Linked DNA regions of Rattus norvegicus: region 2 is linked to region 1. A link is a contact called in public HiChIP or PLAC-seq data. All regions are on one chromosome and are shown on one strand. The core of a region is the stretch at or near the end of the contact, and the rest is flanking DNA. Distances in the headings are between cores, read along the strand shown.

Region 1 (4,848 bases), core at 606-3,105:
GAAATGAATAGACACATCCACTCAGAATAGCTACCAGTGCTACTAAGCCCCTCACCCTTATTGGATTTCATGTGTTCATGTTAGAAGGAGAACTCACACATTCCAATGAGTTCCTATATACATCAGTACAAAGGTGATGACAGCTAGGTTGCCAAGGCCAGGGATTAGGCCTAAGGACAGAAGGCACAAAGAACACAGGCAGACACTGACTGAAAGAGGGCTAGAAGAACCGAGGCACAAAAATCTACTGAAAACTACGGGGGATAAGAGAAGCAGCAGCCTGGAAGAAAGCCCAAAATCCACAGACCAGGAGAAAAACAACCAGCCCTGTAGATGGGGTAAAGGATGCAGACCTGAAATCTTCAGTCCCCAATCTCTAATCATGTTCACACGTGCACAATGCATGTGTATACACATGTGTGAGTTTGTGGCAAGGAACATGTGTGTCCTCAGCTTCCTTCCATAAGAAGCTGCAGTTCCCACTAAATATAACCCCCTCCCCAGCCTGTGACTCACCCGGACCCCGCCTCCCCCGGCCCCCACTTCCTGTCCCACCCCCCAACCCCCAGCTGCCTGCCGCCCGCCCAAGCCTCCCTCCTCACACCAGGCATCTAGCCTGCCAGTCCCAGAGTCTGGGAGCAAGCGACCGACCTAAGCTTCTTGGGCTTTCATCCCAGATCTCCCACTCTTTCCAGGCTCTGACCACAGGGACACCCTTGTACCCTGTATGGATCCCAGTTCCGCCAGCCCTGCCCTCTTTCTATACCGTTTTACCCCAGTGGCCTCTTCACCTCACAAGCCTTCAGAGACCCTTAGATCCAGGTGTCCTCTCAAGCGTCAGGGTAACAGCCCCCCTCCCCATCTGCTATTCTGTTCTCTTGACCAAGGCTAGATAAAATGTGGGAGATGGGAATAGTGGGCACCTGCCTGGGCTACCCCCAAATTTTGTACCACCCACATGGTCCCCCTCCTCAACTACCTTCTTTTTATCCTCCTACCCCACACCTCTCATCCTTCTTACGAGATGACAACCTCAGCTTTGCAACCTTCTAGCTCCCATGGGAGTACCCTGAATCCTAATCCCACCTGGTCCATTCTCTCAGGTAAGGCTGCATCAGGCCTCAGCCCTCTGGAAACTCCCAGGTCACTCACTCTATTCCACATAATTAAACCCTAAATGTACAATTCCCTCAAATCAGGAGCATCTCAAACATGTCTAGCACAAGATGTTTTATTACCTGAAGGCCCACCCTTACCTGCTAGTTGACACAGCCAGACAAGCCAGACACAACCAGTAACCTTTACCCTTATGCCAAGAGACACCCCCCCAAAATTGGTCAATTGGTCAGCATCTTGAAATGAGCTTTTTTGCCCAGGAAGGAAGACAACCCTCCCCCTAACACACTCACATAGCCCACCTTCCCACATATATGAGCAGAACTCCCATGTGAGGCAGGCGGGCTTCTCCTTAAATAAATTGCCCTCAAAACACTGCTGATGAACACCAGAGCCCACCAAGACACCCCAAACACCAAATCAAATTCTCCATTTCTTTATAGGTACAAAATGATCACTCCAGGAGGCACCTGTGGACCAAATCCATCGTTTTCTCAGATGTGAACCCCAAAACTAAATTGTGACCCCTCTAATACATCTTACTTTAGATGCGCTCACTTCAGTGCCTGCAACCCTAGATAAGGCCTACCTAAGCCTTCTCCACAAATTCATTACCTACTCCCCCTCCCCACTGCTCCCCCCATCATGCTTACCTTGGTTGTCACTATACAGAGACAGTCCATGTTGGGGGGCCTGGCCGCGGCGGCGAGTAGGGGGCTCTGACTTCATTGGAGTTTTGTTCCTCCCCTCGGTGGGTTCTCACCCCTCCCCCCTCCGCACCCCACTTTTGCAGGGGGGGCCAGGATGGGGGGAGGGGTGAGAGGGGAAGGAGAAGGTTGGAGAAGAGAAGGGTAGGGGAGCGTGGAAGGGAGGGGGGACCCTAAAGGGGGCTCCCCAGTGGAGGGGAGGGGGCTTGAGGAGCACACCCCGATTCTCAGGAGGGGCAGGGGCACAGGGGGCTGGCAGCCCCGGAGTTCTGGGGCTGGGGCATGAGCTGGGGTGGGGGAGGGGATCTGGATTTCGGGAAGCCCCGGGGTATGCGGGGGTCTTGCCAAACGGCCAGGGGCTAGGGGCCGTGGCGGGGGAGTGGGGTGGGGGGGGTTGGAGATGGCAGCGGCCGATGTAGCCGCGGAGCCGAGGAGGGAAGGGGAGAGAGGAGGAGAGAGGAAGCAGGGGGAGGGAGGGAGGGAGCTAGGAGCCAGAATGGGGGGGTGCCTTGGCAGTGTTAACTCCTTCACTGCTGGCAGGAACCCGGATAATGGGAAAGGAGATAGAAGCACAAGCAGAGAGGCCCTACGGCAAACATGGAGACCTGGCTAACCTCGATGATGACATTAAAGACGAGGACGGATTTCATTCCTTAGAGGGAAAAGGCCCACATCTGAGATGAGAGCATCCCTGGCTGGTTGAGTGCTGGAGGGAGGCCACACCACGGGGTACGGGGCTGAGGGAGGGGCTAACATTAGAGAACCTTGGGGACCTAGTTCTCCCCTAGGAGTCACAGGAAGAAGTCTGAAAAGTAATTAATTATGACCTGGACTTTCTGGTGCTGAAATTGGGGCAAGCCAAGAAAGGGGAGAACGGAGAAAGGGTACAGGGCTGGCTGCCCACAGAAAGAGCACTGTCAGTGCCCCCGACTCCTCAGTCAGTACTAGGGATTTTGTTGCCAAGGCCCCTAAGTCTCAGTTTAAAATTAGCAAGAACGTCCTCATCCCTCCAGTCCTGCCAGCTTGAGCAGTCAGGAAGCCAGGCACCCACCATCATCACCTTACCTGACTCTCTAAGATGCAAGCCTCATAATAGTCCAGGATGTCTGTCACAGGAACAGAATTAAGTCACCTCCCAAACCTCAGGCCCCTCTGGCCACCCCTGCTACCCATGGCTCTGTGTGTTGAGAGACAAGTTCCTCTAGCTAGGATGGATGCTGCTGGGACACAGTGGGATGACCACAAAAGCAAGAGCCTGGACTAGGGGCTCTGCAGGATTCCAACCAGCCTAGAACCTATAACAGGTGACCCCATACCGCAGGCCAGCCCTTTCCATTGTGGCCCCTCAGAACACTAGCATTACTCACCCAGCAAGGCCTGGAAGAGGTCACTGTGCAGCACTGTGAGGAGGGGAGGTGCCCACCGCAATAGTGGCGGGGCCAGGAGCCAGAGGGCTGACCTGGGAGCTGGTAAAAAGCAAGTGACAAAGGATGGAGACCAAGCCACTCACATACTTAATCATCTAAGGTTTTCCCAGCCTTTGTCCTCTCTTTCTGGACCCTATGGAAAGATTCAGCAAGAGAAGGAGCCCCTGGGCCCCCATCACGGACCTAGATCTCTCCCCTTCAAAGACCCGTTTTTCACCTCTTGGTCTCTGGGACATCTCTCTTCTCTCCATTTAATCTCCCTAATCCGCCAGGATTGAAGCTGAGCTGTCTTCACCCTAAGCAGTTGTAGTGTAGACAAGCAGGTCATGGCTCCGTTCTTCCCCAGGTCATCAGGTGACACCTTGCTCACATAGTGTGCCTCCCCAAAAATCTGGCATAATTTAGCAACTTTTCTGAGAGTGGGGGGAGATGATTCTATCTAAGGTAGTCCCAACAATTCAGAATTCAGCTTTTCCTTCCCAGACCTGACCATATTGAGAAGGGGACAGGGGGGACAGGGTGGGGAGTGGGTGTGACATGGCTCACTGGGTAAATGAACTTGTTGTCAAGCCTGACATCAGGGACCCACATAAAGGTGGAGAGAACTATTGAAAGTTGCCTTCTCATAAGGGCTTATTTGAGTGCACACACACACATGAACAAACTTTTAGACCAGGCTCAAAAGATGGCTCAGCAATTCAGAGCGTTTGTTGCTCTCAGACAGAGGACCTGTGTTCAGTTTCCAGTGCCCACATACATGGCAATGCACAACTAACTGTAACTCCAGTTGATATCTATATCTATATCATATATTATAAGCACTCATACATAAAAAATTTAAAGTAACACTTTAAAACATTTTTTTAAATGCATATTGTTCTTCCAGAGGATCTGAGTTCTGTTCTCAGCAGCCACATCGGGAGACCCACAACTGAACTCCAGCTCCATGGCTTCCTATCTCTATAGACACTGCACCCATGTGTGCATGCTTATATATAGACCCACATAAAGTTCTTTTTTTTTTAAAAAAAGTATACATTTCTCAAGACTCATGTATTTTGAGTTTTTACTTTAGCAGGATCTATATGGCCTCAAATTAATGGTGATCATGATTTAGTATCTCCCAAAGTCCATGAGAGACTAGAGACTCCTACTACTCCTACTACGTGCTTTTAGAAGTGTTTTGAGATGACAAAATCTCCTAGGTCCCAAAATTTGCATAGAGCATACCCCAGCTTAAGTCTGCCATCTCACGCCCCTCTTTATTTGAAGGCGAGATTTTCCGAATAATCCAGGTCTCTGCATCTGACATTTACCCTACCTCGCTTTTTTTAACTTTAGCTAGAAAGTCCTCCCTCAAGTCTACCTCCATCCCTCTGGCTGTAGTCGCTCAAACTCTTCTTCCTTGCTCTCATCTAATTTCTTCCCTTTCTTAGTGGATAAGACTTTCGTTTAGTCCAGCGGCTCTAAAAAGTTTGGGGAAGAAAACGGATCGCTTGAAGATGGATCACCCTAGGTCAAGTAGAATACAGGGACCTGGTACACGCCGGAACTTCAGCTCCCACCATGCATCGAGACCAGAGACCACGCCCCTACCA
Region 2 (4,848 bases), core at 594-3,093, 200 kb before region 1:
GTGCACACACCATGGCGTGTATACGTGTGAAAGTTAGAGGATGACTTTGTGGAGTCAGGTCTCTCCTTCCGAGTTCCTGAGTTTCAGGGATTGAACTCGGGTTACCAGGCCCTCAAAGCAAGCACTTCACCTGCTACACCATCTCTCTAGCCCCTCGAGCTTTTGAGGCAGGGTCTAATATGTAGCTCAGGCTGGTTTCAAACTTGACTCTGCCTCCTAAGTACCAGAGTAACTGGGGCATGCTAACACGGCCAAGTTCACCATTTATTCCCTTAAAATAGGATCACACTAAATTGCCCAGACTGGCCTTCATTTCAGTCTGTAATCCCGACATGCCTCAAGCTTGCTGCCCTCTTACCCCAGTCTCTTAAATAGCTGGGGTTGCAGACAGGTCTGTGCAGTCAAACTTGGTTTATATATTTATGTTAATGTGTAGTGTTTTGCCTACATGTATGTACGTGACCCACATGGGTACAGTGCCTGTGGAGGCCAGAAGAGGGTGTCAGATCCCCTGGGACAGGAGTTACAGACCACACCGTGGGAGCTGACAAGACCTGAGCCCTGGTCCTCTGCAAGAACAGCAAGTGCTCTTAACTGCTGAGCCATCTCTCCAGCCCCTACAGTATGATTTCTTAACAGCATAGATTCTTATCCCATCCCCCTCTTGTTTGCCTCATTCCCCATTGGTCTGCGTATGAATTCAAACCCAAGGTTTCAAGGTCAGAGTCCTGGGGAGCCTGAGGTATAGTAAAAGAAAAGCCCAAGTCATTGCTCTCACGAGGTGAGGGGGAAGTTCCTGCTAGAGCCCTGGTTAGATAAGAGGCTGATTGCTCCAGTGACCAGGGTCATAGATGGTCTCTCTTAAGTAGTTCAGCATAAGATCAAAAAACCAAAACAACTGCTCAGGAAATGGCCAGTACTAGAAGGCTTAGAGAAAGCTTCCAGCAGCGCTGAGGGAAAAGTAGGTAGGAATGGGGGACTCGGATGGTGTGACAGCCGCCCTTCCTCTCCCCAGTTATTTTTGGTCTCAGTGACCTGCAAGTTTCCTGCTAGTGGGGTCAGAAACGGCAGGAAAAAAAATTCTCATTACAGAAACGAATGCCAGGACTCCAACACGTCACCGGCTTCGTTCTTCAGTTCCCTGCCTCCCCGCTTTATAACGGGGGTGGGGGTGGGGTGGGGAGCAATACGGGGAATTGAACCAGGACCTACTATTCAATAGTTCCGTATACCCCCTCTTAATTAATTTTTAAAAATTGAGACAGGGTCTAGATAAACTGCCCACGTTGACCATGATCTTGCCCCTGGTTCCAGAGCAGCTGGAATCACAGTCTGTGCTTTCCAGTCTTCTCTCTTCCTCGCCCCCTACCCCTCGATTCAGTCGTCTAGAATTTTTCAGGGCATTTCTAGTCGCCTCAAGTGCTCTATCAGTTTGACTCTTACCTCATAACCTATCCCTTCGTACCCACGCTGCCTGGCAATTCTTGGATCCCTCACTAAGCAAGTGAGTTTCTGCCTGGTCAGGACCAGTTTATCCAGAACCAACCCTTTGATGCAAGTCTGGAAATGTGATTGACCCAGCACCCGCAGAACCCTCGCGGTAGGTCCCTTGTCACGTGAGACCTAGCCTCCTCATGCCCCGCCCTACGCATGCGCCCCTCTCTCACTGCAGGTCCAGAACAATGCTGTAAACCCCGCCCAGCCCCTCCGGACCCACCCCCTGCTCTGAAGAACTGCATCCTAATTGGCGAGCCAAGTGTTGGATGTGGCCCACTTAGGCAGGTGGTGATTCTTCAAAGATAACATAATCCACAACCAGATTACCTCTCGTTAGGGTTGTGGCTCGAACCTGGTTTTGCTTTTTGGCCTCTAAAGAAATCATCTGGCTGGCGTCTGGGTCTCAGCTGCGGGCTAACCCGGCCCTGTGTCGGTGGCAGGTCCCGGTTCATAGGCCTCCTTTCTCTTGGGGAAAGGCGCAGGCGCCACATGCTTTATCAGTAACTTCCTGGCGACCAGCCCCAGCTTAGCGCCAAGCGTCCTGCAGGGTTGGTGGGAGGGCCAAAGTGAGCGGTTTAAAGCCCAGATCAAGCAGGGGCTCTTAGGAGCTACCCCTTTGTTCCTTCCGGAATGGTGCATAGGACTGAGCCCCCCGATGGGGGCTGGGGATGGATGGTGGTGCTCTCAGCGTTCTTCCAGTCGGCGCTCGTGTTTGGGGTGCTCCGTTCCTTTGGTGTCTTCTTCGTGGAATTTGTGGCGGCGTTTGAGGAGCAGGCAGCCAGAGTCTCCTGGATCGCTTCCATAGGGATCGCGGTGCAGCAGTTTGGGAGTGAGTGCTGCGTTCGGGTGCGGTGGTCTGCCACCCTCGGAGAAAAGAGGGAGTTTGGGGACCAGAAAGGGAAAAGTGTCGGGAGGATGCTGAGGGAGGATGGCGGAGACCACCTCGCAGAACCCATTCCAATTCCCCAGGCCCAATAGGCAGTGCCCTGAGCACGAAGTTGGGGCCCAGGCCTGTGGTGATGACTGGGGGCATCTTGGCTGCGCTGGGGATGCTGCTTGCCTCATTTGCTACCTCCTTGACCCACCTATACCTGAGTATTGGGCTGCTGTCAGGTGAGACCCTGGGCAAGGGCAGAAGTCCAAGGCCTGGATTTTAAGCGTTTGGATTTTCACCTTCTTTCCTCTTTCCAAAAAGGCTTAGGGAGAACCTATGCCCTGAAGGAAATTCTTAAGCTGAATGACTAAGTCAGAGATAATCCAGAAAGCACAAGCCCAAACCCATCAGGCTGGAGTGTAGAAGGGAGAATTTCTTTAAGATTGTGCTACGTATGGGCTGAAATAGATATCATTGCCTACTTAAAAAATAACAATGAAGCTTTCCATGCTTACACACCTGGGCAAAGGAAGATTAATGTAGCCAGAAACAGTAGAAATGGGGCTCTTAATGCCAAAGTTTTGTGTTAATTACTTTAGGACCACTATCTCTTGTCTTCCCAGATTCTCAACATGTGGGGAGCGACCCCTCTGAGAGAGTCAAACGATCCCTTCATGGGGGTCGCATAGCAGATACACCCTGACATCAGATATTTACATTCACGATTCATAACAGTAGCAAAAATACAGTTAGGAAGTAGTGATGAAAATAATCTTATGGTTGGGGGTCACCACAGCATGAGGAACTGTACTGAAGAGTCAATACATCAAGAAGGACAGACACCAGTGCCATAAAGTGTGTTAACCCCATTTTGCAGATGAGGTGGTTGAGCCTGGGAGAATAAGCAGAACACAGAACGTCACACAGCTAGAAAATGTTAAAGCCAGCACTATGAGGACCCAGGTCTGAGGGAGTCCAAAGCAGGGGCTAGTCTGCCACTAAGTAGTGTTGGGATTGCTGGGTGCTCTAAACACCTCCAAAGCCCACAGCCTCCCACCTTGTTTTCCTTTCCACAGGCTCTGGCTGGGCCCTGACCTTCACTCCGACCCTGGCCTGCCTTTCCCGTTACTTCTCTCAGCGACGATCTCTGGCCATGGGGCTGGCCCTGACTGGAGTGGGCATCTCCTCTTTTGCGTTCGCCCCCCTCTTCCAGTGGCTGCTCAACAACTACGCTTGGAGGGGAGCACTCCTGTTAGTGTCTGCCCTCTCCCTACACCTGGTGGCCTGTGGTGCTCTCCTCCGCCCACTCTCCCTGACTGAAGACACTGCTGTGGGTGGCCCTTGGGCCCAGATCACCTCCCTCCTCTGTCATGGTCCCTTCCTCCGATACACTGTTGCCCTCACCCTGATCAACACTGGCTACTTCATTCCCTACGTCCATCTGGTGGCTCATCTGCAGGACCTGGGTTGGGACCCCCTGCCTGCTGCCTTCCTGCTTTCAGTGGCTGCTATTTCTGACCTTGTGGGGCGTGTGGCATCTGGTTGGCTGGGAGATGCAGTCCCAGGACCTGTGGCAAGACTTTTGATGCTTTGGACCACCCTGACTGGGGTGTCACTAGCTCTGTTCCCTGTTGCCCAGGCTTCCACAACCCTGGTGGTTCTGGCTGTGGCCTATGGCTTCACCTCGGGAGCCCTGACCCCAGTGGCCTTCTCCGTAATTCCTGAGTTGGTGGGGACTGGAAGGATTTACTGTGGCCTGGGACTCGTGCAGATGATAGAGAGTGTCGGGGGGCTACTGGGGGCTCCTCTATCAGGTAAGGAAAACAGGGTGGCCGACTGGGCAGGGCATGTCATGGTGTCTAGTTGGGGAAAGGAACCTGGGTGGTGTATGTTAATAGTGCCCTCTAGTATGTAAACAGTGTACAGCCTGCAGAGCCGATCCTAACAGTCCTGAAGTGGGTTCGCAGGAAGACAGAACTTGGGTTTAAGAAGGTCTGAGTGGGGGGTTGGGGATTTAGCTCAGTGGTAGAGCGCTTGCCTAGCAAACGCAAGGCCCTGGGTTTGGTCCCCAGCTCCGAAAAAAAAGAAAAAAAAAAAAAAAAGAAGGTCTGAGTGGGAAGACATCGGTGAAACTGCAGGCTTGGTTTTCAGAAGACCTGGCTTGACCTAACATGTCAGTGTCTTTTCCTTTGGCTCAGTGGGCCCCTGCCCAAATGTCTGAAACATCTGGTTAAAGTTCTCCGTGCTCAAGATGCCAGAACCTTCTGATCTTTAACATCTTCCTCTTTAACTATTAACTGGAGGCTTAAAAGGGCCACCGTTGCCAGCACAAAACACACAGATATGCTTGACTTACTATGACACCTACAGACTGGATTGGAAATCCTTTCTACAGGGAGGGTGGCAGCCGAAAGGGCCTCTTAAGGCTGTTTAAGAAACTCCAGCCTTGTCTTCACCTAGTCCTACCTTGGGAGTTC

Evidence for each region. HiChIP or PLAC-seq counts read pairs in DNA pulled down with a chosen protein or histone mark.
Region 2: a contact with region 1 is called in an H3K27ac HiChIP or PLAC-seq map of oligodendrocytes, with 5 times the contacts expected there. The contact joins the promoter of Slc16a13 here to the promoter of Dlg4 in region 1. A contact is called at or near these places in 2 of 12 Hi-C or Micro-C datasets (both in liver) and 1 of 1 datasets of contacts at active chromatin or transcription factors (oligodendrocytes).

What each region holds. Positions count from the first base shown.
Region 1 is chr10:55,236,791-55,241,638 of GRCr8, reverse strand. Dlg4 (discs large MAGUK scaffold protein 4) reads right to left here and starts at 1,855. Exons shown (of 20, transcript NM_019621.2): 1 at 1,770-1,855. The coding sequence starts at 1,799.
Region 2 is chr10:55,433,440-55,438,287 of GRCr8, reverse strand. Slc16a13 (solute carrier family 16, member 13) reads left to right here and starts at 1,843. Exons shown (of 4, transcript NM_001005530.1): 1 at 1,843-2,326; 2 at 2,467-2,610; 3 at 3,448-4,185. The coding sequence starts at 2,128.